Linked DNA regions of Sus scrofa: all the other regions are linked to region 3. A link is a contact called in public Hi-C and HiChIP or PLAC-seq data. All regions are on one chromosome and are shown on one strand. Each heading gives the region's core, a stretch centred on a gene start, on an enhancer-like site or on the middle of the called end of the contact. The rest is flanking DNA. Distances are from core to core; before and after follow the strand shown. Region 1 holds the start of LOC100517731 (transcription factor CP2-like protein 1). Region 2 holds the start of CDK12 (cyclin-dependent kinase 12). Region 3 holds the start of LASP1 (LIM and SH3 domain protein 1). Region 4 holds the start of FBXL20 (F-box/LRR-repeat protein 20).

Region 1 (6,525 bases), core at 2,545-5,044, 280 kb before region 3:
GTCCCATCAGAGCAGAAAGCAGGGCGGTCATCCAAGGAACCATCCTTCAACCATCCTGTTGAACCATCCTTCAAACCACCCCTGGTCAGCCTCTCTTTCCCTTCGACGTCTCTCTAACCTTTCTCTAAGCTTACTCATGGAATCCCTGATGGCTCCCGAGTGGTCTACATAGAAGCAACATTCTTCCTTTAAGGCTGCACATAACCCACCTTCTTTTAGGAACAGCAGATCTAATCCCCTCCGGTTCTGTAGGACTACCTCAGACAAAGGGGTCAGGGATTCTTCTAGGTTGCTAACAGATTCCTCCAATGCCCGAAGATCCTCTGTCATGGCCGCATGTGGCGCGCCAAGTCCTTTTTCTAACTGCTGTGGTCCTGTGATCAGGGCAGCTGCCCCGGTCCCCACACCGGCGGTCACTCCTAATCCAAGCATGACAGCTAGGGTAAGGGACACGGGCTCTCTTTTTGAACGGGTTGGTCGATGGTCATACTCATCGATGACTACTTCCTCAGGATGGTAGTATACCCGGGGGACGAGCTGGACCATGACACAGAAATCTTTGGATTGGTTAAAGACTGTGGTAGAAACACGGGGAGTTAACCCAGTATTGCATGCCCACCACCTGTTATAACCAGGTACTAAATACTGATTTTCTGAGGCCTGCTTATAAACCATAGTACTATTGCAAAGGTGTTGGTGGGATGGGGGAGCTTTTCCTATGCATGTCCCCTTCCCGGAAACTTCAGTGAGGGTAAGCTTATTTCGGGACCCCCGTGTACATTGATTTCTATGTTCTTTGGTCACATTGAATTTCCCTTCTCTAGCCATTCCCTCATAATAAGGAGGCCCTGAGGATAGACAAAGCCAACAGGAAGAAGTGGCATCGGGGTCGGTGGAGTTGAGGACTTGGAAAGCTCCCTGGATGAGACTGAATAGTCTCTGTCCTGTGTTAGTAGGAAATCAATCCAGCGGTACTGTTGCCAGGTGGCTGCGTTGTGTTAGGCCGCAGCGGGGTTAAGTGGGGCACCGGCAAGTTGCGTGGCTCCAGGGCCGGGGGCCCCTGTTCGGCCAGTACTTTGTTAGGTCCCACCGCCACAGGAGGTTCCGTCTCCGGCTCTACCCTAAGGCGAATGGTTAGAGTGGATCCTGCTCCCCCTCCCCATTTCCAAAAAACTATTCCCCAACTCATACCATTTATCCACTTTTGAATATTTTCCTGTTTTCCTTTTGTAATACACCTTCTCTGCCTCTTTCACTAGATCACGTAACTCAGCCTCCTGTAATCCTTCCAGTCTCTGAAGTTTCTTTCTGATATCCAGAGCCGACTGCCCTATGAAGGCCAGGGCCACTGAGGCTTTCTGGGCCTCCGAGGTAGGATCAAAAGGGGTGAACCGCCTGAAGGCTTCCATGAGCCTCTCAAGAAATACCGAGGGAGCTTCGTTCGGTCCCTGCATCACCTCTCTTACCTTAGCCAAATTAGTGGGCCGTCTTGAGGCGCCCCGGAGACCCGCCACCAGAGCCTGGCGATAGATTTTCAAGCTCTCCCTACCTTCAGCCCTGTTGTAGTCCCAACCGGGGCGAGTCAAGGGAAATCCCATGTCAATCTCATTTTGCAACTGCGTGGGCCACCCATCGGCCCCAGGAACATTTTTTTCTAGCCTCTAACAGAATTCTCTCTTGCCCCTCGGTTGTGAAGAGTGTCTGCAGCAGCTGTTGACAATCATCCCAAGTAGGCTGGTGAGAGAACATAAGGGACTCCACCAACCCCGTGAGGCGTTGGGGATCCTCCGAGAAAGGGGGATGGTTAGTTTTCCAATTATAGAGATCTGCAGAAGAAAAGGGCCAATACTGGAGGGGCTGCAATTGGCCCCCCAGCATGGGAGGGCCATAGGTGCGCAGCGGTAATGTCACGATCTCGTCTGTCCGCTCCGGGGTGGCGCCCCTCCGGCTCCGAGTCCCGGCAGCAGGTCCCTCCGCCGCCGGAGCTCCAGGAGGGGCAGAGGGTCCCCTCGCAGCACCCTGTGCCGGATAAGGGGGTGGGGGTGGGGGAACAGGTTGGGGTTCCGGCCAAGTCGGCGGCTCCTCAATCTCAGGGTAGATACGAGGAGAGGGCTTGACTTTTTCGGCGGAGTGTTTGTTTTTCTCTCCAAGAGCCAGAACTCAGGGACCTGGCTTTCTTGGTTTATTTAGCCATGGTTTAACCCATGGCGGAGGATCCTCTGCCAAATCTTGCCACGTAAGGATATAGGGCTCTTGATCAGGATGAGAGCCGGGTCCAGTCTGAAAAATGATTGCTTTAACAGCCAGGATAATTTCAGAATTAAAGGTCCCCTCTGATGGCCATCCAACATCGAATGTCGGCCATTCAGAGGCACAGAAAGTCTGCCAAGGTCCCTTCTTAACCTGAACTGACAAATTATGAGCCCTGGATTTAACTTCAGTCCAATGGTCGAGAGTCAAACTAAGGGGGGTCGTCACTGTCTGTCCCATATTAAAACTGTAGACAAGGACGCACAAGACAAAGACACATGAAACAGAAACCAACAGATCCAGACACACGCGACCCGTCCGCGTCTTCCACAAGCAGGCAAAAGAGTCCGACGGCCGCGGAGGGGGAAGTTTTCGCTTCAACAACAGAACTCGGTCCTCTGACCGACAGTAGGAGACCACCAGGCGTCCCTGGCTCTCCCCACCTCCCGGGGCGTCCCCCAGGGCGGCAGCCTGTGATCCTCCTAGCACGTCTGCTGATCACAGTCCTCCAGCTGCAAACCGAAAGCGCGCATCACAGAAAACAGACACTCAGAACAGAGACGCCGGCTGGCACACACGTTCCAAAGGGGATCCCTTTACCTCCAAGTCGGTTCTCGGGTGTGAGGGGTGGTCGCGGGGTATTCCCGGCCAACGCACCAAATGAAAAGGCCAGGAGAAGGAAAATCCCCCTCGTCTGGACTCGGAAGAGGCGACACTGCAAATCACTCACGAGAAGCGGTCTTGTTGCAAACAGCAAGAGGATTTTTATTTCAAGCACGCTGGGGCCCACAGTCGTATGCCAGGCAGGGGTAGAGGACTGCGGCCCCGAGTGCGGACAGCTTTTATGGGGTTCACAACAAAGCTCGCGCATCAAGAGCCCGCGCCTGGAAGACGAATCATTTTAAAGTACGCGTTCTGAGGACCAATCAGGAGGTCTATATTAGCGCGGGCTCGTGGGTGGTGTGTCATTTTGCAGTTGTGCAATCAATATTTGCAAGCAGTTTTACAGAAGCCAGATAAGCGTTTAGTCAACTCAGATCCTGTTACCTTGCTTAGGCCAGCAGTCTCACCCAAGGCCTGTTTCACATCCTCCCACCCAGTTTCATAGAAAAAAACTAGGTGAAAGGACGTAAAACAGGCCCCGATGCAACAACAAGTGTGACGTATTTACTTGGCAGGGATGAGTTTCTGGAATTCAGGGGCATCTAGGGCTTTTTCTTTATTATCTTCTTGGGGTCTTGGGGGTTTTAGGTTGCATTTTCATCCTTTCACTTGCTGTGGAAACAACTCAGGGGGTGGTGCTGGGAGGGAGATGGAGCCTATGAGGAGGAGGTGGTGTGCCTGGGTGCCTGGGAGTGCCCCCTGCCAGGAAAGCAGTGGGAAGGCAGCTCCAGCTGGGCTGGTTTCTTTGCCCCTCCTCCGCCCTGGGGCGTGGGGTGGACTGTGTTTATGGACAAATAGAGACCGCCTGGGGGATGGCTTCCTTCCCGGGGCTCAGCCCCTGTTGTCACTGTACACAGTCAGCCCGGGCACCCCCCCCCCCACCGTGTTTGGTATAAACAGATAAGGGCCTTGCAGAGAGCGGAGGTGGGGCTCTAAAGATGTGGCCTGAACTCACGTTACTCCAACTATCCAGGCCTTCAAAGAGCACGCCCCATGCACACTGGACAGGGCAGCTCCAGGTACCTGGGTCCTGAACATACATTCTTCTGCCAGGAAGCCAGACAAAGGAGAGAGACGGGGATAGGAACATTCCTGCCAATGGGGGCCAAAGAAACCTAAGTCCCCCAAGAGCCTCAGTAAGATCCTGAAGACTTTTTTTTTTTTTTTGCTTTTTAAGTGCACACCTGCAGCATATGGAGGTTCCCAGGCTAGGGGTGAAATCAGAGCTACAGCTGCCAGCCTACACCACAGCCACAGCAACACGGGATCCAAGCTACATCTGTGACCTTTCACCGCAGCTTGCAGCAATGCCGGATCCTTAACCCACTGAGTGAGGCCAGGAATCCAACCCATGTCCTCATGGATGGTAGTTGTGTTTGTTGCTGCTGAGTCACAATGGGAACTCCAAGAGATGCTTTTTTTTTTAACTTATTTTAATTTTAATTTTTTTTTTTTTTTTTTTTTTTTTTTTTTTGCTTTATAGGGCTGCACCTGTGGCATATGGAGGGTCTCAGGCTACGGGTCCAATCAGAGCTACAGCTGCCAGCCTACGCCAGAGCCACAGCAACATGGGATCCGAGCCGTGTCTGTGACCTACACCACAGCTCATAGCAATGCCAGGTCCATAACCCACAGAGCGAGGCCAGGGATAGAACCTGCAACCTCATAGTTCCTGGTCAGATTCGTTTCCGCTGCACCATGGTGGGAACTCCGAGATGCTTTTTTTTTTAATGGATTTTTTTTTCACGTCCAAAATACTCTGTCATTTTCTAGATCATGGCGTAACCTAAGAGCTAACTGCAATACACTTTGGGGTTCCCTAAGCCAAGGAAATTATTATTATTATTATTTTGCTTTTTAGGGCCACACCTGTGGCATATGGAGGTTCCCAGGCTAGGGGTGGAATCAGAGTTACAGCCGCTGGCCAACACCACAGCCACAGCAACGAGGGATCCGAGCTGGGGCTGCAACATACGCTATAACTCACGGCAACGCTGGATCCTTAACCCACTGAGTGAGGCCAGAGATTGAACCTGTAACCTCATGGTTCCTAGTCAGATTGGTTTCAGCTGTACCACGACGGGAACTCCAAGGAAATTATTTTTTACTTGGGAAAATTGCTGAGAAATAATTCAGTATCTTCTCCTCTAACCAGAATGTATTGTGTTGTCTTCTATGCTAGGCCACATTCCTTTTTGTGTGTGTGTGTGTGTGTGTGTGTGTGTGTGTGTGTGTGTGTGTGTTTGCCATTTTCTTGGGCCACTCCCTTGGCATATGGAGGTTCTCAGGCTAAGGGTCGAATCAGAGCTGTAGCCGCTGGCCTACGCCACAGCCATAGCAACATGTGATCCGAGCTGCGTCTGCAACCTACACCACAGCTCACGGCAACGCCAGATCCTTCACCCACTGAGCAAGACCAGGGATCGAACCTGCAACCTCATGGTTCCTAACCAGATTCGTTTACCACTGAACCACGACGGGAACTCCAATGCTAGGCTACATTCCAACCTGGAAGAGTTGGACAGTGAAATATGCCACCCCCTCAGAGAAATAGGGGCTGAGGCGAGTGGTCTCCATTCATTCATTCATTCATTCAACATATTGTGATCGACTGCCTACCAGCTCTCCCTCTCCTTCCCTCACACCAGTGTAGGTGGAATCCTGCTCTAGCCAGGGCTCAGTCACCCCTGTTTCCCCCACATTAGCCATCAAAATGTCTGGGCACTGAGTTCTAGGAAAACAATTTTTTAAAAGTAATGCGAAAAAATAAACTCAAAATGGCTTAAAGACTTAAACATAAGACAAAACACCATAAAACTCCTAGAAGAGAACATAGGCAAAACATTCTCTGACATCAACCGTACCAATGTTTTCTTAGGCCGAATTCCCAAGGCAACAGAAATGAAAACAAAAATAAACCAAGGGGGACCTAATCAAACTGAGAAGCTTTTACATAGCAAAGGAAACCATTAAAAAAAACAACAACAACAAAAAGAGGAGTACCCGCTGTGGCTCAGCGGCTAACAAACCCAACTAGCATCCATGAGGACTCGGGGTTGCTCCCTGGCCTTGTTCAAGTGGCTTGAGGATCCAGCATTGCCTTGAGCTGTGGATCCTGTGTTGCTGTGGCTGGTGGTCTAGGCTCCGACTGGACCCCTAGCCTGGGAAGCTCCATATGCCATGGGTGTGGCCCTAAAAAGACAAAACAAAAAACCAAAAAGACAACTATAGTATGGGAGAAAATAGTTTCAAATGATGCAACTGACAAGGGCTTAATCTCTAAAATAGACAAACAACTTAAACAACTCAACAGCACAAAAACCAACAACCCAATTGAAAAATGGGCAGAAGACCTGAATAGATATTTCTCCAAAGAAGACGTACAGATGGCCAAGAGGCACAGGAAAAAATGTTCAACATCACTAGAGAAATGCAAATCAAAACTACAAGGAGGTACCAGCTCACACCCGTCAGAATGGCCATCATTAACAAGTCAACAAATAACAAATGCTGGAGAGAGTGTGGAGAAAAGGGAACGCTCCTACACTGTTGGTGGGAATGTAAACTGGTACAACCACTAAGGAAAACAGTACAGAGGTACTTCAGGAAACT
Region 2 (6,666 bases), core at 2,602-5,101, 440 kb before region 3:
GAGTTCCAGACCCATTATTTGGGGCGGGGGTGCGGTAAATAGGGGACAACAAATAGGTAAATGCAGGCAACAAGAAAAAATTTATCTTCAAAAAACAAATGTATTTTTCCCTGAATTAAGTTAGGTTCCACCCATTTGAAATGAAACCACTACTATTAATCACCACTAATTTGGTGGATGCAAAGACCTTGCATTTCTGACAAAACATTTTCAGTCTTTTAAATGATATTGCTTAATTTTGACTGTCCCTCTCAAAGAAAAAATACAGAGAATACCCTAAAAAGGATCTGTATGTTTGTCTACTCTGACTCCAAGAAATTTTTGTACTTATTGTTTGTACACACAACTAAAAACGTGTATGTGACTCCAGGATTATTATGTAGAGTTTATATTTGTGCCCTATACTATCACATTGTGTCTCCAATTCTTTCTTGATTTATTTTCACCATTATTGCACCAGTTCCGACTGAGTAGTGGAAGAGAGACTGAGGTCTGAATCCAAAAGGAATCGTTGCAAAACAGCAGTTTTTACTGAAACTCATTCTGGGTTTTAGCCTCAATGCAATTCTGTATTCCCAAACCCTGCAACAATAAAATATCTCAGAACAGCCTTAATGAAACTACTCCCATAAGAAAACAAATATTGAGAATATTTCTCATGTTTCCTTAAAAAACTAAGCAATTTTACAAATGGTACACTCGAGACATCCAATTCACTGTATATAAATTTTACCCCTCATCCCTCCCCCCCAAAAAAAGTGAACCCTGAAATGTTTACAGTGGAGTATACTGATGTCTGCAATTTACTTTGGGATGAATCAAAACAAATGAAAAGATGCCTGATGGAATGATGCACAGGGATGATAAAATAACCAATATTAACTGCAGAATCTAGGTAGTACATATTTGAGTCCTAAGTACAATTTTTTCAACTTTTCTGTTTGAAAAATTGTAATAAAATGGAGGGGAAAAGCCTAAGTAAGGAACATTATACTCTGAAAGCTAGGAACTCGCACAGCTTGATGAATTCAAACTAGTTTATGAATTATAATTTTAAATCAGCAAAAATTACATTGACATATAAAAGACATAAATGGATTTTTCCAATTATCATAATTTCTCTTGTGTTCAACATTTTCCTCACTCACAGAAAGAATTTACTGATAGGCACTGTGCTATGCACTTCACGTTCATCAGTTAATCCTCACAACTCTAGTAGTTACTCTCATTTTACACATACAGAAAATATTTACCAAAGTTCACAAAGCAAGACTAGGATTCCACTCAGGTATAACCCCAAAAGAGCCCAAGTTCTGCTTTTGTGGAAAATGGTAAAGTCTACAAAAAGGGAGGTGCATCTCATCACAGAGGAACAAGAACAGTTATCTTTAGACAATTCACTCCAACAATTAAGTATCAAATTAACATGCCTTTCTCACAAAAATATCACTGTGAAGGTACTACTACCATTTTTTTAACAGAAAGATACTGAAATTGCCTGTGGTCACAAGATAGGTCAACGGTGATGCTATAAAGAAAATCAAATTATCTTTGGAACCAATTTCTGTTAAGCTATACCATCAGAGGGAAAAGGACTAATCGGCTGAATTTTCACTAGAAACATCAGATAAAAGAAGATAGGAGTCCTGTATAAGTTATCAAAAAATTATCAATTAGGAAATAAACTTATGGGTTTGGAGACTCAGTGGATAACACAAATGATAGATGACCTAGGCAAACAGCCTTGAGACAATACAAATGAAAATTTGTAACTTCTTACTTCTTTTTAATCAGGCTCAATGAAGCCTAAAGCACTAATACTAAAGTGATTTTTAAAATTTTAAGACAAGGCAACCCAAATAGCTGGGAACCAGTATCAATCCGATGCAATGAAGTAAGCAGAAGCCTATGATTTTACTCACAGACGCTTACAGCTGAAGATCCCACCACTGGAAGTACCTACCTTTAGCAGCAGTAGGCATGTGAATACTCCTCCACCTCTCCAATTCTGGGTTAAGAAGAGACCAGACTCACCTACATGATGACTAGTGAAGCCAAGTGTTCTAGTCAATGATCAATACCGGGAACTTCAACAGAATGTTAACTTCTCTAATAGCTCCTCACAACCCACCGTAAGAAAGAAAGGACTGTTAGACAAGACAAACAGCTCACCTGGGGAGAGGACTCCGGCTCAGAGACCGCTTGCTCAGGAATGGGCTGCTGGACCGCCTTCGACCGTAAGGGCTTGGTGATCTCCCACTGTAAGAGCCACTCCTTTCATAGCTGGATGAACGTCGCCGGCTATAGGGACTCACGGACCTCTGTCTTCTACTGTAGGGACTGGGTGACCGGGTGCTGGATTGGTAGGCCGAAGGCTCCTTGTAAGGTGGGCTGACGGACTGCCTTCTTGAGGTACTTCCCGGACTCTTCTTGTAGGAGTCATAATTGCTAGAAGTGTGAGATCTTGGGGGACTAAGGTCATAATCTTGGCCATAAGAAGCTCCTGACGGGCTATCATCTTGCTTGGGGCTATCCAACCATTTCCGGTGGGGACTCCTGGACCTCCGTTTGGGGCTGTCCACTGTTTTGTAACTTTTGGGTGTTTCCCTTTTCCGATGACTTTTACTCCGGTCTTTGTGCCCAGACTTCAACTCACGTTCTTTCCGGGTCTTCTCCTTATGGAGTTTGGATGACCTGGATTCCTTGTTGCTGCTGCTTTTGGAGATCTGCGCCTTCCCATGGTCATCATTCTCCTCATTTGAACGCTTCGAAGTTCCTGATACCCGGTCCTTCATCGATCCCGACTTGCTAAAGGTTTCCAGGTTTTTTTCTTTCTCTGTCTGTTTAGTTTTTAGTAAGTCCCGGGAACGTCTGTGCTGATGGTGACGGTGTTTGTGCAGTCGGTCACTCCGATCAGTCCCGCGACGTTCATCATTCTCCCTCCTGTCCAGTTTGAAGGCCATGTCGTCAGAGAAGGTATCAGAATCTGAGCTAATGTCATCATACTCCACCAAAGGTTTGATAATTGTACCCAAAGGTGCTGCTTCGGGGGTCACCAACCCCATGTCTTTGGAGTGCTTGGACTTATGCCGCTTGTGCTTCGACACCAAGCGGTGACGCTCTCTGCTGTTGGAGCTGCCACCTCCCGATGACGGCTGCAAAGTTCCAGAAGCTCCTCCGCTCCCGTCCTTCTTGCCCCCATGTCTCTCTGGATTGGGCATTCCCTTTCCCCAGGCCTCAAAAAGGGGAAAAAGTTCCCCAGCACTCCAAAAAGTAACCCCCACCCTCCCCCCCAACCCCAGCCCCACGCCTACAAAATCACCCCTACAAGGGGGTGGGGAGGGAAGGGACGGTAGCCCAGGCTCCTCCTCCCTCCCGACTCCTCAGCACCCTCCTACATGAGGTAGGGGGTGAAGGAGCCAGAGAAGAAATGAGAGTTCCTCAGCAGTGGAGTTGTGAGACAACGGACTGCCGCTCGAGTCTGTTTCCCCTCCAACTCCAGCCGAGCCAATCCTCAGGCCTAGGCGCCCAGGAAGGAGGTCGAGGAAGTAGGAAGCCGGCGGCCCGGGGCTGTGGGGCCGACTCGGGCTCTGGGGCCCTGTGAGGACTGCGCGGGCCCTTCCCCTACCCGGTAGCCCGGCTCGGGGCGGCTTCCTGTCGCTGGGGTCCCGCGACCTAGGCGCCTCACACCCCCTTTGTCCCTCGCTCTTGAGGGAGCCCCGTTTCTAGCTTCCGCCTCACCTCAATACCTCACACACTCACTCGCTCCCTCACACAGACTCACAGTCACACACTAGGTTAAACCGAAACGGCACTTGGAGGAGCGGGGGGAGGGGGGTAATCCCGAGAAGTATCGCGAGAATATGCCCAACTCTCGCGGTACTTCGTGCTTCTCGTTCACCTCTCGCGGCTGCTTGCTCAAACAACGCGAGAGCAGGTCCCCGGCCAGAAACGCGTTCCGCCAGATTCTCGCGATAAGATCCCGGCTTCCCATTCGAGCAAAGCTTTATTGGGTCTAGGATGATCTTTTAAATTCAAAACTTTATTAATAACTCATTGAACAAAAACGTGTTCTCAGGCGCCAGCGCAAACTAATTTTTGCATGCTTTGTAACAACTCTCAAGTACCAGGATGAAAATAATGTCAACAGAACAAAGGACAAATGTGAGGACATTTCAACCCAAGTCCCTAAGTGTTAACAATTCTTCCCACTTGTATATACTACTACGTGCATTATCTCTAATTCTCTATTTCTCATACTACCCTGCAAAACACGATTTCCTTATCCCTATTTTACCGATAAGGAAACCCAGTCTCAGAAGAGCTAAATAACTCACTCAAGGTGACAAAGTTGGTCCATCAAGGGCCAAAAAAAGAGATTCAAATTCTTGTCCGACACTATACTACAAGCTCTTTCATTGTGTGGCACTAACCCTTTCAACTGCTTAAAGACTTGAATGCTCATCACCTCTTGAGATCATCTTATGACTCTTTAGGAATCATTTAGCCTTTTATTTTCACAGAGGATTATAATTACAAACAAGCAAAGCATAATATTCATGAACGAGACAAAAATCTTACACTTCCCTTCCTTTTTATTTTTCAAAACTCCTTAGCACATATTAACTCATTCCATCTTCACAACTTTCCTCTGAAATAGGGTTGTGATAGTGAGAAGACTAAGGCACAGGGAAGCTAAGTGACTTGTCCAGGCTTTCTCATTGTTTACTTCAGTAAACATGTATCTGTAAGACAAAGTTCCTTCTCTGTGTAACAGTGCCACTGAGGGTCCTCAAGTAGAATATGGACAATGTACTCATACACAAGAAGATATTAGGTGATATGTTCCCTTGTGGTGCAGTGGCTTTAGGACCTGGCATTGTCACTGCAGTGACTCAGATCGCTGCTATAGCAAGGGTTCAATCTCTAGCCCAAAAACTTCCACATGCTACTGGAATGCAAAATAATAATAATAATAATGTGATAAATGTTCGAAGAATATAAGAATGATAAACAGCAGTGTGAAGTTTCAAAAGGAGATTAGGAGTGATAAAAGAAAGCATTATAAAAGTAGGACATTTAGGGAGTTCCCATCATGGCACAGCGGAAACAATCCAACTAGGAACGATGAGGTTAGGGGTTCTATCCCTGGCCTCGCTCAGTGGGTTAAGAATCCAGCATTGCCACGAGCTGGGTAGGTCGCAGACCCGGCTCGGATCTGGCGATGCTGTGGCTGTGGCATGGGCCAGCGGCTACAGCTCCAATTGGACCCCTAGCCTGGGAACTTCCATATGCCATGGGTGTAGCTCTAAAAAGATTCCCCCCCAACAAAGAAGTAGGACATTTAGGAGTTACCTCTGGGGTGCAACCAGATTGGTGGTGTCTGTGCAGCATCAGGACACAGGTTCAATCCCCTGCCTGGCATACTGATCTAGCACTGCTTCTTATGATAGGTTGCAACTGTGGCAGGGATCTGATCCTTGGTCTGGGAACTCTATTTGATGAGGTGGCTAAACAAGAAAAAAAAATGGGACATTTGAGTTGGCCCAGGAAGAGTACATAGGATTTGTATATGCAAAGAGGGGAACACCAGCCAGTAGGTTAGAAGCCAGAAAACATTTTGAATGAAGGCAGAAAAGCTGACTCTCAAAATCACTCCCTGGAGGTGTTCATATTGCTTGGATTACATGAGTACCAAAAAAATTTTACCTAAATGTTTAAGTCCACATATCTTGATAAAAAAAAAAAACTTTTTCATGACAACTTTTAAATAATCTATGGAAGTAAAATTAATACTATCAAGAAAAAAAGAAATAAGTACTGGAACTCAAGTGTGGTAACTCCCAATTTATTGCTGCAAGAAGGCCTGGATGTAAATGTCTCCACCAGTGTCTGACATAATGGCAGATGTCATGGGACTTAATGGATAATTAGATTAAATGACTGGCCTACTTTATTAAACATTGGCATGAGTTCACCAAAATTATTCCCATTCTTTTCCTATCTTTTAAATGAGATCATAAAGCTCCAGCTGTGGCCTCTCAGGTTAAGGATCTGGCATTGCCACAGCTGTGGCTAGGATTCAATCCCTGGCCTGGGAACTTCCATATGCTTCAGGTGTGGCCAAAAATAATAAATAAATAAGATCAATTTTTGACACAGAGTGCACCCACAATCCACAGTAAAATAGAAAAGGGGGGCAGAAGATGGAATTGTGGAGTTCCCTCTGTGGCTCTGCACTTAAACCTGATTAGCATCCACGAGGACGCAGGTTCAGTCCCTGGCTTTGCTCAGTGGGTTAAGGATCTGGCATTGCTGTGAGATGTGGTGTAGGTCGAAGAGGCAGCTGGGATCCGGCATTGCCATGGCTGTGGCATAGGTGGGCAGCTGCAGCTCCAATTTGACCCCTAGCCTGGGAACCTCCATATGCCCTAAAAATACCCCCCCCAAAAAAGCAGAAGCAGCAGATGGAATTGTGATTATGTGTCAAATCTTGAAAAATAAAATTCATCACCCATGAGCTCCTGCTGAAGTGCAACGAGATCCGTCATCACTCAGGAGCACTGGAACACAGATTCAACCCCTGACCCCACAGAGTGGGTTAAAGATCCAGTGTTGTCCCAGAGACACAACTGTGGCTCGGATCTGATCCCTATCCTGGGAGCT
Region 3 (6,443 bases), core at 3,692-6,191:
CTTCCCCACCTCACCCAGACACCCCTTACTCTCAGACAGACACGTCGGAGGCTGGGGCAGTGGCTGTCTGTCCTGTCAGGGGGTTCAGGAACAGAATGATGAGAACGAGAGGGGACTGGGTGAGGTAACTACAGAACCGGGTCTCCGCATCTGCAAGTGGAGCTAAAACCATGATCCCACAGAGGTGCTAGGAGGAGATGACACGGGCTCCGAGCAGCACCGCTGGCTGCTTCTCATCACTTCCCTCCCCTCTCTGGAGAAGAGCTCCCAGGGTCAACAAAGGCCAGCAGCTCCTGCCACTGTGTCCTTTTGGGGGGGTAGGAAAGCGAGGGGGGGCGGGGGCAGAAGATGACATGTCACTTACCAGCCCTTGTGGGCCAGGCCTGGGCTGGTCACCCCAAGGTGACCCCCCAAAAAAAAAAAAAAAAAAAAAATCCCTATCTCAATCGGATCTAGTGAAGGGCACAGGGAAATGAATTAATATAAGCCTCCAAGGACCCGCTTTCCCCTGCCCCAGAGCAAGAATCCCTTTCTTACCTGAGGACTCAGGTAAGATTTCAGAGAAGCAGGCCTGGCACTAGGGCTCAGGGAGCAAAATACACCTCTAGGGAGTTCCCGTCGTGGCTCAGTGGTTAACGAATCCGACTGGGAACCATGAGGTTGCGGGTTCGATCTCTGGCCTCGCTCAATGGGTTAAGGATCCAGCTTTGGTGTAGGTCGCAGCAGACGCAGCAGACGCAGCTTGGATTCCGAGTTGCTGTGGCTGTGGTGTAGGCCGTCAGCTGTGGCTCCGATTAAACCCCTAGCCTGGGAACCTCCATATGCCGTGGGTGTGGCCCTAAAAAAGACAAAAACAAGTACTTAAACAAAATACACCTCTAGACTTGCTCATCTAATCCTCCCTGCCACCCTGGAAGTCCACTGTTTCCCAGTTCACAAAAAATCCCCAGACCTTTGGTGCCGGTTAGAAGCCTCTCTGCCCATCTCCTAGGTCCCCCCATTGTTCTCAACGCTCCCTGCCTGCAGCTCCAGAGCAGCAACCCACTCCGCAGAAAGGCAAACAGAGGCCAGTGGGGGCAGAGGCAAGATCCCCTGCACGTGGGCGAGGCCCCGGCCGCCCAATCACTCCAACATCACTGTGGAGGTGGGGGAAGCTCACAGCTCTGGGTGAGGGGGATGCGGGTCACTGTGCCCTCCGCCTGGTGTCCTGCTCTCTTTCACCCGGGCTGCCTATGACTCAGGGTTAGGGCATGAGACCTCTCCCTCCCTTCCTCTCATCCAGGGAAAGTTTCACGCTCCTCCAAGGCGACACCAGCCCCACCCTGACCGGAGGCCACCTGGGAGGCCGGCTTTAGGGCACCTCCACCAATTCCCAGAGGGAGTGTATTATTCCCAGTGCCGTCACCCAAGCCCAGAGCATTCCTCAGGCCAGGGGCAGGGAAGGGAGGGACCACTCTGGGTGCGACAGCATCAATAAAAGGACTTTTTGCAAACACAACAACAGGCAGAAGAGCTGAGCACAGAGAACTTGAGGTTTCAATTCCAGCGCTGGCTGCGAGGGCAATGAGCCCCGGGACCTGTCAGAGCCTCCGATTAGGGGGTTCGTGACTTTCAGGAGCAGTCGCATTTGCTCTGTGAGGTTCCTGGGAAGACTGAGCCTGGCCATTCCCATGAGTTGTAACAACTATGAGTGGCGGGTCACAGGATGATCCAGGGGGGTCTCTGAGGCAGAGAGCCCTCCTGATGGGGAGACTCCAGGGGAACTAGGAGCCCACCAACCCTCTACCCTTCCCAAATGCCTCCACCTGAGGTCAGGAGCCCAGGGGAAAGTAAGCCAGGGCAGAGGGACAGAGCCAGACTCTTGAAAACGCAAGTCCCCAGATACAAATGCCTCCCAATGGGGTCCGGGACAAAATGCCACCTCTCTCAAGATGCAGAGGACACTGCGAGACACAGCCCCTCTCGCTCCCCAAAGGCCCTGCTACAGCCCCTGCGAGTGCCTAGCACAAAGTAGGCGCTCAATAAATATTTGTTGAATGAATGAGCAAGTGACGTCACCCCGTTTCTCTCCCACTTCTAACCCCCTCAGTCTTCTGGGGAAGCAAATCTCAAGCTCAAACACCACCATCAGCAATTCATATTTATTCAGCCCACAGAGCACACTGGGTACTGTAGGTTGAGGGCAGGGTGGCCATCAGAGGTGACACGGCCTTAACCCACTCTTTGGGAGATAAGCTGAGGGAGGAGATAAGCCTAACATCAAGGACATAGCCTGTGCTCTGGTCACACCATGTTGTAGGGAACCTGCAGTGACTAATTGGACTCTATCCTCTTGTAAGTGGGAAGCTTGGAAGTTGGTCAGCAGCGCTGCCTATGGGACCCGATGTTCCCCCTCCCAGGTCTCAGTCCTCCAGGCACCAGGTCCCCATTCCAAGTGCCTGTCCTTGCTGCCTGAAGGGGGTTGGGAAGAATAGGTCTGATACCTGGATATCCCAGGCTCAGGGCAGAGGGTGAGGTCGCCCCAGGATCACCTCCTCTAGGAAGAGATCTAAAAGGAGAGCGGAATCACCAACTCCCGCTTCCCAAGGTAACCTCCACCTGCAGGACCTTTTCCTGCAAGGGCAAGAGGACAGCGGGGGAGGGCACCTTGAAGGCTCCCTGGCCTCTCCCCTCTGACTCCAAAGATGTGGGGCTGGACGGAGCACCCCAGCAAGGTAGGGAAGGCAGAGCCACCACCACATCTCCTTCCGGGCACTGTGACAGACACTTGAGTGCACTGCCCCACCTTCAAGGAAGTGACATCACCATACCCATCTGATAGAGGGTGACTACTGAGGCCTGGAACCATTCATAAAGCTGGTGGGAGCAGACCTGGAACTTGGCCCAAGTCTCCCAGCTCTCAGGCGAGCAATCCCTCCATCATACAATGTTTCTGCCTCATGTGGGTGCGAGTGGCCACAGCCTCTTCCCGATTCATAACTGTGGAGAAGAAGGGGGTTGGGAGGCACCCGGAACGAAGAGGCCAAAATCCCACCACCAGGGAAGGGCCAAACCCCAGTGTGTAAGGACAGATGGCTCTTTCAGCTAGTGCCTCTGGGCTCCGGTCCTGCCCTCCAGAGGCAGGCATGGTCATTGGGAAGGTCAGCACCCACAGCCCTTGTACCCACAACCCGGCCAGGCTCAGGAGAGGGAGTGAAAGAGCAGCAGCTCCCGATGCCCCCCTTTCTCCAGGAGCAATTTCAAATGTATCTCAGAACCTGGAACCCCACCCCCTCACCCTGACTCATAAGTCAAAGGTCACTGAGGAAGTGCCAAGCCCAAGGGGGGAGGGGACAGACAAAAAAAAAAGATCCAAGGAACTACCCTTTCCCCAGCAAAACCTGGCTGCAGGTGGGCTCTGCACCCCTCTTCCATCCCATGCCCCCCAACCCCTGCCAGTCCAGGCGGGAAGGAGGGCTCTCTGGACTTGGAACCGGCTTTAGGAGGTAGATGAAAGGCACGACGAGGAGAGGGTCAAAATCAGAGGCCTCTCCTCCCCCGTGGGGAGGGGATGTAGGGGGGGAGAAGGTGGATTTTGCCTTAGGATCATAGGGAGCTTAAAAGAGGCCCGGATCCTACCCCCAACTGCTGGAAATACCCAGTTCTACTCTCCGCCCCCCTCCAAAAGTATAATGGCAACCAGATGAACGAGTCCAGCATGATGCGGGGCCGGGGGTGGGGGGGGGGGAGACGACGCGTAAAGGCCCCCAGGGGACAGTGAATTTCCAGAAGGCCACCTAACCTTCCTTCTAACACCTCCCCCCTCCTTTCTTAGCTTCCCCTGAACTCAGCCAACCCCACCCTCCATCGGGGAAACCTGCTTTGAAAAGTTAGCTCTTTGTTCTACTAGCTGGACTCAGTCACTGAGCACAATTTCAGGAGGTCTCTGCGAAGCAACCCCCCCACCCACCCTACTCCAGCACCGGACCCCGCCCCAGTCCGGCTGGGCCGCCTAGCGCGGGAGTTGGCGTGTATTTGAGGTGGGGGCTGGGAGGCCATGGAGGACGTCTGCTAGTTCATTAACCATGGAACCACCAGGGGCGGGGGGCTGCAGGTCATCCAAAAAAAAAGGGGTCTCTCAGTGTGGCTCGGGTCGTATCCGAAGCCCAGTTCACCAGATGCAACACTCGCCGGCTGAGAGCCCCCGCCCCGCAGTCTCCAGGCCAGGAAGCCCGGCCAGACGCGGCCAGAGCCCACGGGTTCGCTGGGCTCCCCAACCTCTGCCCCGCCCCCCCGCCGCCCCCTCCCCCAGCGCCCCGCGCTTCCGCCTACTTGGCGCTCGGCGCGGCGGGGAGAGGGAGCGGCCGTCTGCTCTCACTCTCCCGGCCCTAGGGGGCGGGGCTGCACCCCTAACCTTCCCCCGCTCCCCCCACCCCCACCCCCACCGCGGGGCCTGACTTCCCTACTCCATTCGCGTCCTCCCAAGCCCGGGGCACAGAACCCACTCTTCTCCAGTAGTGGCCTCCCGTAGTGGCTGCCCGCCACGCGTAGACTCCTTGCCTCGCCTCAGATTCCTGGTTTCCAGACTGGGGTCTGTCCCCACACCCCATGACACCGCCCTCCCTCCCTCCTCCCAGGTTCGCGGGGATGAGGCGGCGTAGACCGGGCCCCTCTCTCCTCCCTGGAAATGGAGCACAGCTCGGAGATTGCAGAGTCGCGTCTCCCAGTCCCGGGCTCACCTTATCCAGACAGTTCACCTTCTCCGTGGGGTACACGATCTTGCCGCACCGGGCGCAGTTGGGATTCATGACTCCGGGAAAGGCTGGGGCGGGGACGCCCGAGCTCGCGCGCGTTCTCTTTCCCCGGAGCGAGCTGGCGGGAGGCGGCGGCGGCTGCAACTGCACAGGCGACGGCGACGGCGGCTGGAGCTAGGGAACTGGCCTCCGCCTCCGCCCTCCTTCCCCTAATAAACACAGCGGGGAGGAGGGGCTGTACCGGGGCGGGGACGCGCCGCGGGCGCGGGCAGGGGCGCGCGCGGAGAGGCGCGCTCCCCGAGCGACGTGGGGCTGCGCGGGGGTGGATTCCGGGGAGGACTGCGGGACCCGGCGCGCGCGCCTAGGTGCGCTCCAAAGCTGAAGGTGCCCCGGAGCTACGCGCCCGAGGATCTGGCGCGGACAACCTTGCCCAGGGCCTTTCCGGAGCTGGAGGCGGCGCGGAGCCGGTCTGGCCGTACATCTGCGCGCCTGGGCTGCGGTAGGCGGGCAGACCCCTTGACCTGTCGAGAGTGGGGTTCGAACACTCTCGAACGCCCAACCAGATCCGCCAGATTTGGGGGCTTCCTTTGTAACCCGCCGGTACCTGGCGAGAACCTGCGGACCGAACGGGAGCCCCACTTCACCGCCCCTGTTAGCCTCCCGGCGCAACATCCTTTCCCACATTTGCAGGGCGGAACCCGTCCCTCCCGCCAGGACTCAGCGCCTTGCAACCCGGGCTAGTTCTTCCCTCCCGAGGCCTCTGCCGTACAGCTTTGCGGTGGTTCAGCGGATCTGGGGACCTTCTGCTTTCCACTGGGCCCTTTTTCCTCTTTCGTTCCTAATCCTTGCGCTCCGCCTTTGGTGTAGCAGTGTTTTAACACCCAAAGGAGCCGTCCCCAGACAGTAACGCGGCGCGGGGGTATAGCTCAGTGGTAGAGCATTTGACTGCAGATCAAGAGGTCCCTGGTTCAAGTCCGGGTGCCCCCTCGGCGGTTTTGCCAAACTTACAAAATTTATGTAACTCTTCCGTTGGCGAAATCACATTTTAACCTTGGGTCCTAGGTGTTAAAGAAAACAGAAGAATGGTGTTTGAAAATCCCTTCCTCATTTTACAACGATAGGGGAAAGCTTTCGGTTTTACTTTGTACTCAGCAGGAACGGGGGTGGATACACGGGCAAAACGAGGTAGAAAAGCTGCAGGCACCCATTCCAGCGTTAGAGGAGTCTGGATTTCTTTGGCCACGGCCGGCAGCCTCAGTTGTGTCAGTTACAGGCCCTGATTTAGGAGACAAGACGACTCCCTCCAAGTTGGTGTGCGAGTTGGGGTAGGGGTCAGGGTCAAGGGAAGGAAACCCACAGGCGCAGATTGTCTCCAACTTCAACTTTCTTTATTACCGTCGACATGGCGCTAGCCCTGTTTATCTTTCCCTATTGCTCATGGCACCAGCAGAATGAAAGCCCTTAGAGAACACTAAAATGGCCCATGCCAACCCCAAAGCTCATTTTAGTTTACAAAGGTACATCCCGATGTAAACTGATATAAAACTAAAGTCGTGGTTCTCATACTTGAGCGTGTGTCAGAATTACCTGGAGAGCTTATTGAAAACTGCCCCCCGCCCCAGTTTCTAATTCAGTAGGCCTGGAATGGGACCTCCACCCCCAGAATGAATTTGCATTTTGATCAAGTTCCCAGGAGATGCTGATGCTGAG
Region 4 (6,351 bases), core at 2,590-5,089, 390 kb before region 3:
ACAGTTTTGTGGGAAATATTCATATATATTTTTTCTCCCTTTTTCCATTTTTAGGCCATGTTTTAAACTCATTCTAGTGCATGTATTTGAAGGGCTGGGCAGAAAATGAAAAAGCAATACATTCCTTGATGCATTTGCATGAAGGTTGTTCACCTTTGTTTGGGTAGTTGTCCATTTGAGGCATGGGCAAATGAAGGACTTTGGTCATTTTGGACACTTAAGTAATGTTTGGTGTCTGTTTCTTAGGAGTGATTGGGTAAGGAAGATGATTTTAGCTATTTATTTATAATATTTTAACCCTTTATCTGTTTGCTTTTATACAGTGTTTCTTTCTAATTCTATGAGGTTCAGGGTTCAAAATGATGGGAGGCGGGAGAGCAAGGTTTATTTGGTGGTAGGGAGCTTGTAGCTTGTGCTGGTACTGTAGTATCAAGCCCAAGCAAATTAGTCAGAGCCCACCTTTGGAGTTAAGTAGAAAACCAAAATGGTATTTTTGTTTTAGGAGGTTTTTCATAGGGTTCAGACATCATAGGAATATTAGGAGTTAATCTCTTTATGGAGGTATTGGTTTGTAGTTCTTTTTCCTTTAAAGAAAGCTGGGCTGGCTTTTTGGGATGTAAACATGTTTTCAGATGCAGTAAGGTTTAAAAGTGGGACAGCCTCCCTGAACCAGTGGCATGAAAACCATTACAGAATTAATAGTTCTCCTATTGCTACAGTGTGCCAAAAGTCCACATCCCAGCATTTTGTTTGTAGGAGAACTGATGCCATTCCTATGAGCTGGGCTCCTTGTTTCCCTTCATCACAAGGATAAGGAGTCTAGACTTTAATTACTCCAGTGTATGCTCCCTTAGATAAAACAGTAAAAAAATTTGCAGCCATAGTTCACTTACAACAGTTTCAAGCTCACTTGAAGTAATGGGGGCCTGGAATGCTAGGTGGGCATAAAGATAAACCCTTGCTACTATGTAGCAACACAATTGGACCTTTTTGAAGGAATAGGTCTGAGTCTGGATTCTGGGGGACATCAATAAGAAGCCCTTCTCATAAATATAGAAATCCAGGAGACCATTTGAGTGCAACACAAGTTCTCAGTATTTGGAGGGTCCTCTCAAAATTCTGCGGCCTTACTTTGATTTTGACACCTGCACTGTGCCATTCCTGATGATTCCATTCAGGATCTGTATCAGCAGGACGGGGCACGATCCCCAGCACAACTCTTCTGGATTGAAAAAAAAAAAAAAAAAAAAAAGCCAGGTGATTCATTTGTGTGTGTGTGTATATCATAAATGGAGTGACTTCATCAATAAGAAGATATCTATATTCAGCTCTTTCTGCAGGTTGGAGTTAGCATAGAGTTGGAAAATCAGCTTTGGCTTTCTTTCCTGACTGTCTCTGATTTCCTTTAGTGTTCTCCCTTTTCTGGTCATCAGCTCTCAACAACTCTGCCACTCTTGTGTCCTAAGGTAATAAGAAGTAGGAAACGAAACCTTGCAAAGTGGAGCAAGAAAAGTTATCGGTTACCGTATCAGAGTCAAATGTCTTGGGTGACACTAAGGAGGACATGGGCAAGGTGATACCAGAGTGCTTTATCTTGTGATGCTGATACAGTAGCAGCCTCTCAAACATACAACCAGGTTGGATTTCTCACAAGTTTCTCACCTAGTTTTGAATCCTATCCCATTGGTTTCTGCAGGAGAAAAAAAAAAAAAATTAAATGGTTTTTAAGTTTGTTTTGGTTGGGAAAAATCTTATGGGGAATATACTGCATAGTATCAGGGGCTCAGCTCCCCCAAACAGAGCCAACAAATACCAAAATGAGTAAACTGGGAAGCTTTTTCTCTCTTTCTGTCTTCATCCCAGATCAAAGAATCCCGAGTTAGGATCTGGATGAAGGATAAGCCCCTGAATTGTCGATGGGCACACCCCACACACTGACCCAGCATCTGAACTTGCTTAACAGGGAGCCGGGGCTAAACTGCTTCACCCTGCCTGAGAACCAGGGAGCACTGCATTTCTCCACAGGGTGGAGGAGAAGAGGCAGAATAAACCAAGCCTGGGACACCTCCCTCCTGTCTAGGTGTACTCATTCTCCTGTTCCAAAAGACGGCAAGGACATGAAGTCAACTTCTACCTATCTTCTGCTGCTGGTGTCTTGTGTATTCTTAGTTTGACCTGATTCCTCTTCTGTCCTTTGGCTTCATGTTAGGGGTCCTTGGTCAAAACCTGCTCTGATGTACATGAAGATTCCAGGTTCAAAATCAGTGTCTTAAAACAAGTATTGTAGAGGTGGGGGAGGGGTTAAGCAGGATATAACTGCCAAACTTAAGATTGGTGACTCTTAGAAAGATTTACCTTAAGGCCTGGGTCTGAAAATTTAGTGCAGCACTCTTGTGAATTCTCAAAAGAATCTTTCCAGGGAGCCAGTGAGTCACAGTATCCAGTTGAGTCACTTAAAGCAGACGCCAGTATAGGAAACTCATTATTCACAATCCCTAGGTAATCTCATATTTGTTTACCTTTTTAAAAATCCCCTTCCCTCCCTTATTTCTACCCTTGAGTTAGTTTTTTGAGGGGTAGGAAGTATTTAACATCTCAGAAGCTAGGTTGGGAAACATGCTCAGCTGTAAAAGCTGAGCTTTAAATTTTGAGTTTTAAAAATGTACATCAGGAGCAGTTGGGAGGGGCTTTTCTAAAAAAAAAGTAATCTTTTAAATTTGATTTTCTGTGTGTATGGCCGTTCTGTAAATACTTTGGGGTTTTTCATTTTTTTGAAAGTAGACAAAATCTGTGGGATTTTTTTTCCCGAAACATTACAGAAACCTGTTTATTTACATGCAAATAAATTTCTTTGATAAAAAGCAACATGCCTATGTGTAATAAATTTCTAACTTTTGGATAATTGTTTATTCAGCTTTTTAAAAGTCCAATCAAAAGTATTTTAAAATAACAAAGGAAAAACCTTCCTTGAAATGTGTAACTGGAAAGGATAATTAGGGGAACAGAACTGTGAAAGTTTTCTTCATTTGATTTACCTGCTCAAGCCAGTTTTACTATCTTTTACAGGCCTTAGTCACCAATTGTATCAATAGTTCTTGCTGGGAGAAAAGTTCTGTTAGATGCAACAAAAGGCTGTTTTTATATGGCTGCAGTAAAGCAATCACATTAAAAGTATCTGGGACAGGAGGAGGCTATAACATCTAGATCTGGGTTTGTGGGCCTGAGAATGAGTTACTGAAGCTGGGTTCCTGGGTTCTTTTCTAGGGAAAAAAAAAGTGCTTTCAGAGTTGGGTAATAAGCCTTCCAGCTACAATACGCCTTTTTTTTTTTTTTTTTTTTTGGACTTTTTAGGGCCTCGCCCGTAGCATATGGAGGTTCCCAGGCTAGGGGTCTAATTAATCAGAGCTGCAGCCACCGGCTTTCACCACAGCCACAGCAATGCCAGATCCATGCCACGTCTGCAACCTACACCACAGCTCACGGCAACACCGGATCCTTCGAGGCCAGGGATCGAACCCGCAACCTCATCGTTCCCAGTCAGATCGTTAACCATTGAGCCATGACGCAAACTCCAAATATGCCTATTTTAAAAGATCTCCAGCACAATTTGCTCTTACAGAACTTTTTTTTTTTTTTTTTTTTTTTTTTTTTTGGCTTTTTAGGGCCAAACCCGAGGCATATGTAGGTTCCTAGGTTAGGGGTCCAATCGGAGCTACAGCTGCTGGCCTACACCACAGCCACAGCAACGTCTTATTCCAGCCTCATTTGCGACCTACACCACAGCTCATGGCAATGCAGGATCCTTAACCCACTGAGCGAGGCCAAGGATCAAACCCACAGTCAGATTTGTTTCCCCTGCAGAACCACATCTCTTAATCAGACAAGCCAGTTACTGAAAGTACAAAGTAACAGGGGTATGAAAATAAACTCATATCTGCTTTGAAATGCAATTGTAAGTCCAGCCAGCACTGCTAGAATTGATGATATAGTTTCCAATGTTTCATATTTGGGATATAATTCCGTAGTTTGTCGCTCTAAGTGTAAACTCATTTCTTAATTCATGGAAGTCAGATCATAAATTTTGAGACTTCAAGGTTTGAGGGCTGGTGTTACTAAAGTACATATTATCATGACACATCCAGCTTCTATAGAAGGAGCCTGAGTCAGAATGAATGTTACTACTGGGCAAGCGCCCCCGCCTACTCGTTCAGACACGCTTGTTTCTCCCGCCAAAGTGGCGTCAGGATCAGGATCTCACCAACCAGAGCCCTGATTGGAGGGCAGGCAGGCCCTAGAGCCCATTGGGTGCCAGCAGCGGTCGGAAAGCAGAGGGGCGGGAGAAGCCGAGGCCTTTCTGCCTCACCCGCCCCCACCTTCACCAAAGCGTGCCCCTCCCCCAGCTAAAGGAATGGTCGCCCAGCTCCAGCACTGCACCCCTTGACCCCAAGGCACGAGGTGCGGCCTCGCCGCATATCCCCAGAGCAGAGGGCAGCGCAATTACCCCCTGTCCTTCTAAACCATGCACAAGGAGATCCACTCCCCGCGGCGGCCCCCTAGGCCTCCCTGCAACACCCGGTAATGCAATCCACGGGGGCGGGGAAGGCGGTGGCGGCGGCGGCAGCGGCGGCGGCGGCGGCATCAGAACAGCCCCAATCTAGAGACGGCCAGAGAGGAGAAAAATGGCTCCAAGCAGGGACCGCCTGCTGCACTTTGGGTTCAAGGCTACAGTGAGTGATAGGGGAAGGGAGTTGGGTGTCTGGGAAGGACATGTGTGCCAGCGCAAGCTACCGGGAAAGCGACAAGACTGAGGGGGCGGGGGAGGACGAGACAGCTCAAGTGCTTGGTGGGTTGGTGCGTGCTGTTTGCCCGCGGATGGGAGAAGGGGGGCTTGGGCGCTGTGTGCAGTTGTCCTGCTTTCCTCTCTCTCACTGGTCTGCGAGCACGCGCACACTCGCTCCCGCCCCACAGCCCCTCCCATACACAAATACACACACAGACATATAGACACTTCCCTGCCTCTTCTTCTTGCGGTGGGCTTGGCGGCCTTGGAGGCGAGGGCGGGCTCACGCCGCCGCCGCCGCGCTCCCGGGCGGATGGTCGCGGGCTGCGCCCCGGGGTGGGGGAGGGGTGGTCCTGCGCTGCTGCCGCCGCCGCCGCCGCGCGCTCCTCCTCCTCCCCCTCCCCACACCGTTCCGAGGCCCGGGCGGTTCTGCCCAATGAGGAGCGGCGTTGCTGGCAGGTGGGGAGTGTTTTTGTTTTGGGTTGAAGTTGAGGCGGAGGAGAGAGAAGAGCTAGCGACAAGCAGTCGTCGCCACCGCCGCGGGAGGCGGAGGAGGCCCTGCGGGATTCAAGAGGTCTCCCCTCCCCGCCGACGGCTCTTGCCCGCCGTTCCTCTGCCTCCTCCCGGTGCCGGAACTCCCGGGCCTGCCCCGGGCCCCCAGTCTTTGCCCTCCACACGCCGCAGCGCCCGGCCCCGGCCGCACCCGCCGGCCCCATGAGGAGGGACGTGAACGGAGTGACCAAGAGCAGGTTTGAGGTGTGCGCTTGGGGGTGGAGGGGGCTAGGGCGGCGTGAGGAAGGCGATTCCCGCTTTCATGCCCCGAAAAATTCGCTCCGCACCGAGCCTCCTCCTTTGCCTGGCGCCGTCATCCCCAGACCGCTGGGGCTGCCAGACTTCTCTCCCCTTTCTCTCGATCTGAGAGCCCAGTGCAGCCCAGCTTCCTTCGTCCTGCGGGCCGATCGCCTCTTACTATTTTGCTGGCGGGCCGGGACCGAGGATTAGCTCTGGCGCCCTAATTCCCCCTCCCCCCAGTATCACTCAGCTTTCCATTCTTTCTTTACACAACCTTTGGCGTGTCTCCCTTCACTCGGCAGAAAAAGCATCACAGCTCTGATCGACCGGAGGGAGCTTGTTTTCTTTTTGCCACCTTCGAGGAGGAAATTATGAGCCAGGGGGCTTATTCTCCGAGTTTGAGAGACCTTGGTTAAACTAGGGAAGTGGAGGTGGGGGACTGAGATGGTGGAGACGACCACGGGTTTTCGGTGCTGTGTTAGGTTAGGGTATTGTTCTGATACTTCCTCTTCTATCCCGTTTAGTCTGTACTTTTGTTGCTCATTGTTTCTGGGAACTCTTCGTTGTGTACAGGCTTTGAGATTGGGACGAAGGTCTGAGAGACTTAAGAAAATCCATTCAAGTCTCTTTGTCTCTAAGAACTTTTCCTCTGGCGAAAGAGATTTATAGTAATGGAATTAAGAAATGGGTGAGGAAATAAAACATCTGAAAGCGTCTTGAGAGTAGTCAGCTTTAGGAAGTGACTCCTTTTGAAAGTGAAGTATTATAACGACAGATGA

Evidence for each region. Hi-C and Micro-C count contacts between places; a contact is called where the count stands out from the background. HiChIP or PLAC-seq counts read pairs in DNA pulled down with a chosen protein or histone mark.
Region 1: a contact with region 3 is called in an H3K27ac HiChIP or PLAC-seq map of alveolar macrophages. The contact joins the promoter of LOC100517731 here to the promoter of LASP1 in region 3. A contact is called at or near these places in 1 of 47 Hi-C or Micro-C datasets (liver) and 1 of 2 datasets of contacts at active chromatin or transcription factors (alveolar macrophages).
Region 2: a Hi-C map of embryonic fibroblasts shows a contact between it and region 3, with 2.0 times the contacts expected there. The contact joins the promoter of CDK12 here to the promoter of LASP1 in region 3. A contact is called at or near these places in 1 of 5 promoter capture datasets (liver), 1 of 47 Hi-C or Micro-C datasets (embryonic fibroblasts) and 1 of 2 datasets of contacts at active chromatin or transcription factors (alveolar macrophages).
Region 4: an H3K27ac HiChIP or PLAC-seq map of alveolar macrophages shows a contact between it and region 3. The contact joins the promoter of FBXL20 here to the promoter of LASP1 in region 3. A contact is called at or near these places in 1 of 5 promoter capture datasets (liver) and 1 of 2 datasets of contacts at active chromatin or transcription factors (alveolar macrophages).

The regions. Positions count from the first base shown.
Region 1 is chr12:22,987,700-22,994,224 of Sscrofa11.1, forward strand. LOC100517731 (transcription factor CP2-like protein 1) reads right to left here and starts at 3,795. Exons shown (of 16, transcript XM_013979827.2): 1 at 2,981-3,795.
Region 2 is chr12:22,827,544-22,834,209 of Sscrofa11.1, forward strand. CDK12 (cyclin-dependent kinase 12) reads right to left here and starts at 3,852. Exons shown (of 18, transcript XR_002337130.1): 1 at 2,173-3,852. It overlaps MED1 (mediator of RNA polymerase II transcription subunit 1), which reads left to right and starts at 2,862. Exons shown (of 20, transcript XM_021067050.1): 1 at 2,862-2,976.
Region 3 is chr12:23,262,268-23,268,710 of Sscrofa11.1, forward strand. LASP1 (LIM and SH3 domain protein 1) reads right to left here and starts at 4,942. Exons shown (of 7, transcript XM_021067060.1): 1 at 4,719-4,942. The coding sequence starts at 4,787. TRNAC-GCA (a tRNA gene) reads left to right here and starts at 5,649; the gene lies at 5,649-5,720.
Region 4 is chr12:22,869,556-22,875,906 of Sscrofa11.1, forward strand. FBXL20 (F-box/LRR-repeat protein 20) reads left to right here and starts at 3,840. Exons shown (of 17, transcript XM_013979813.2): 1 at 3,840-4,727. It overlaps MED1 (mediator of RNA polymerase II transcription subunit 1), which reads left to right. Exons shown (of 20, transcript XM_021067050.1): 20 at 1-2,865.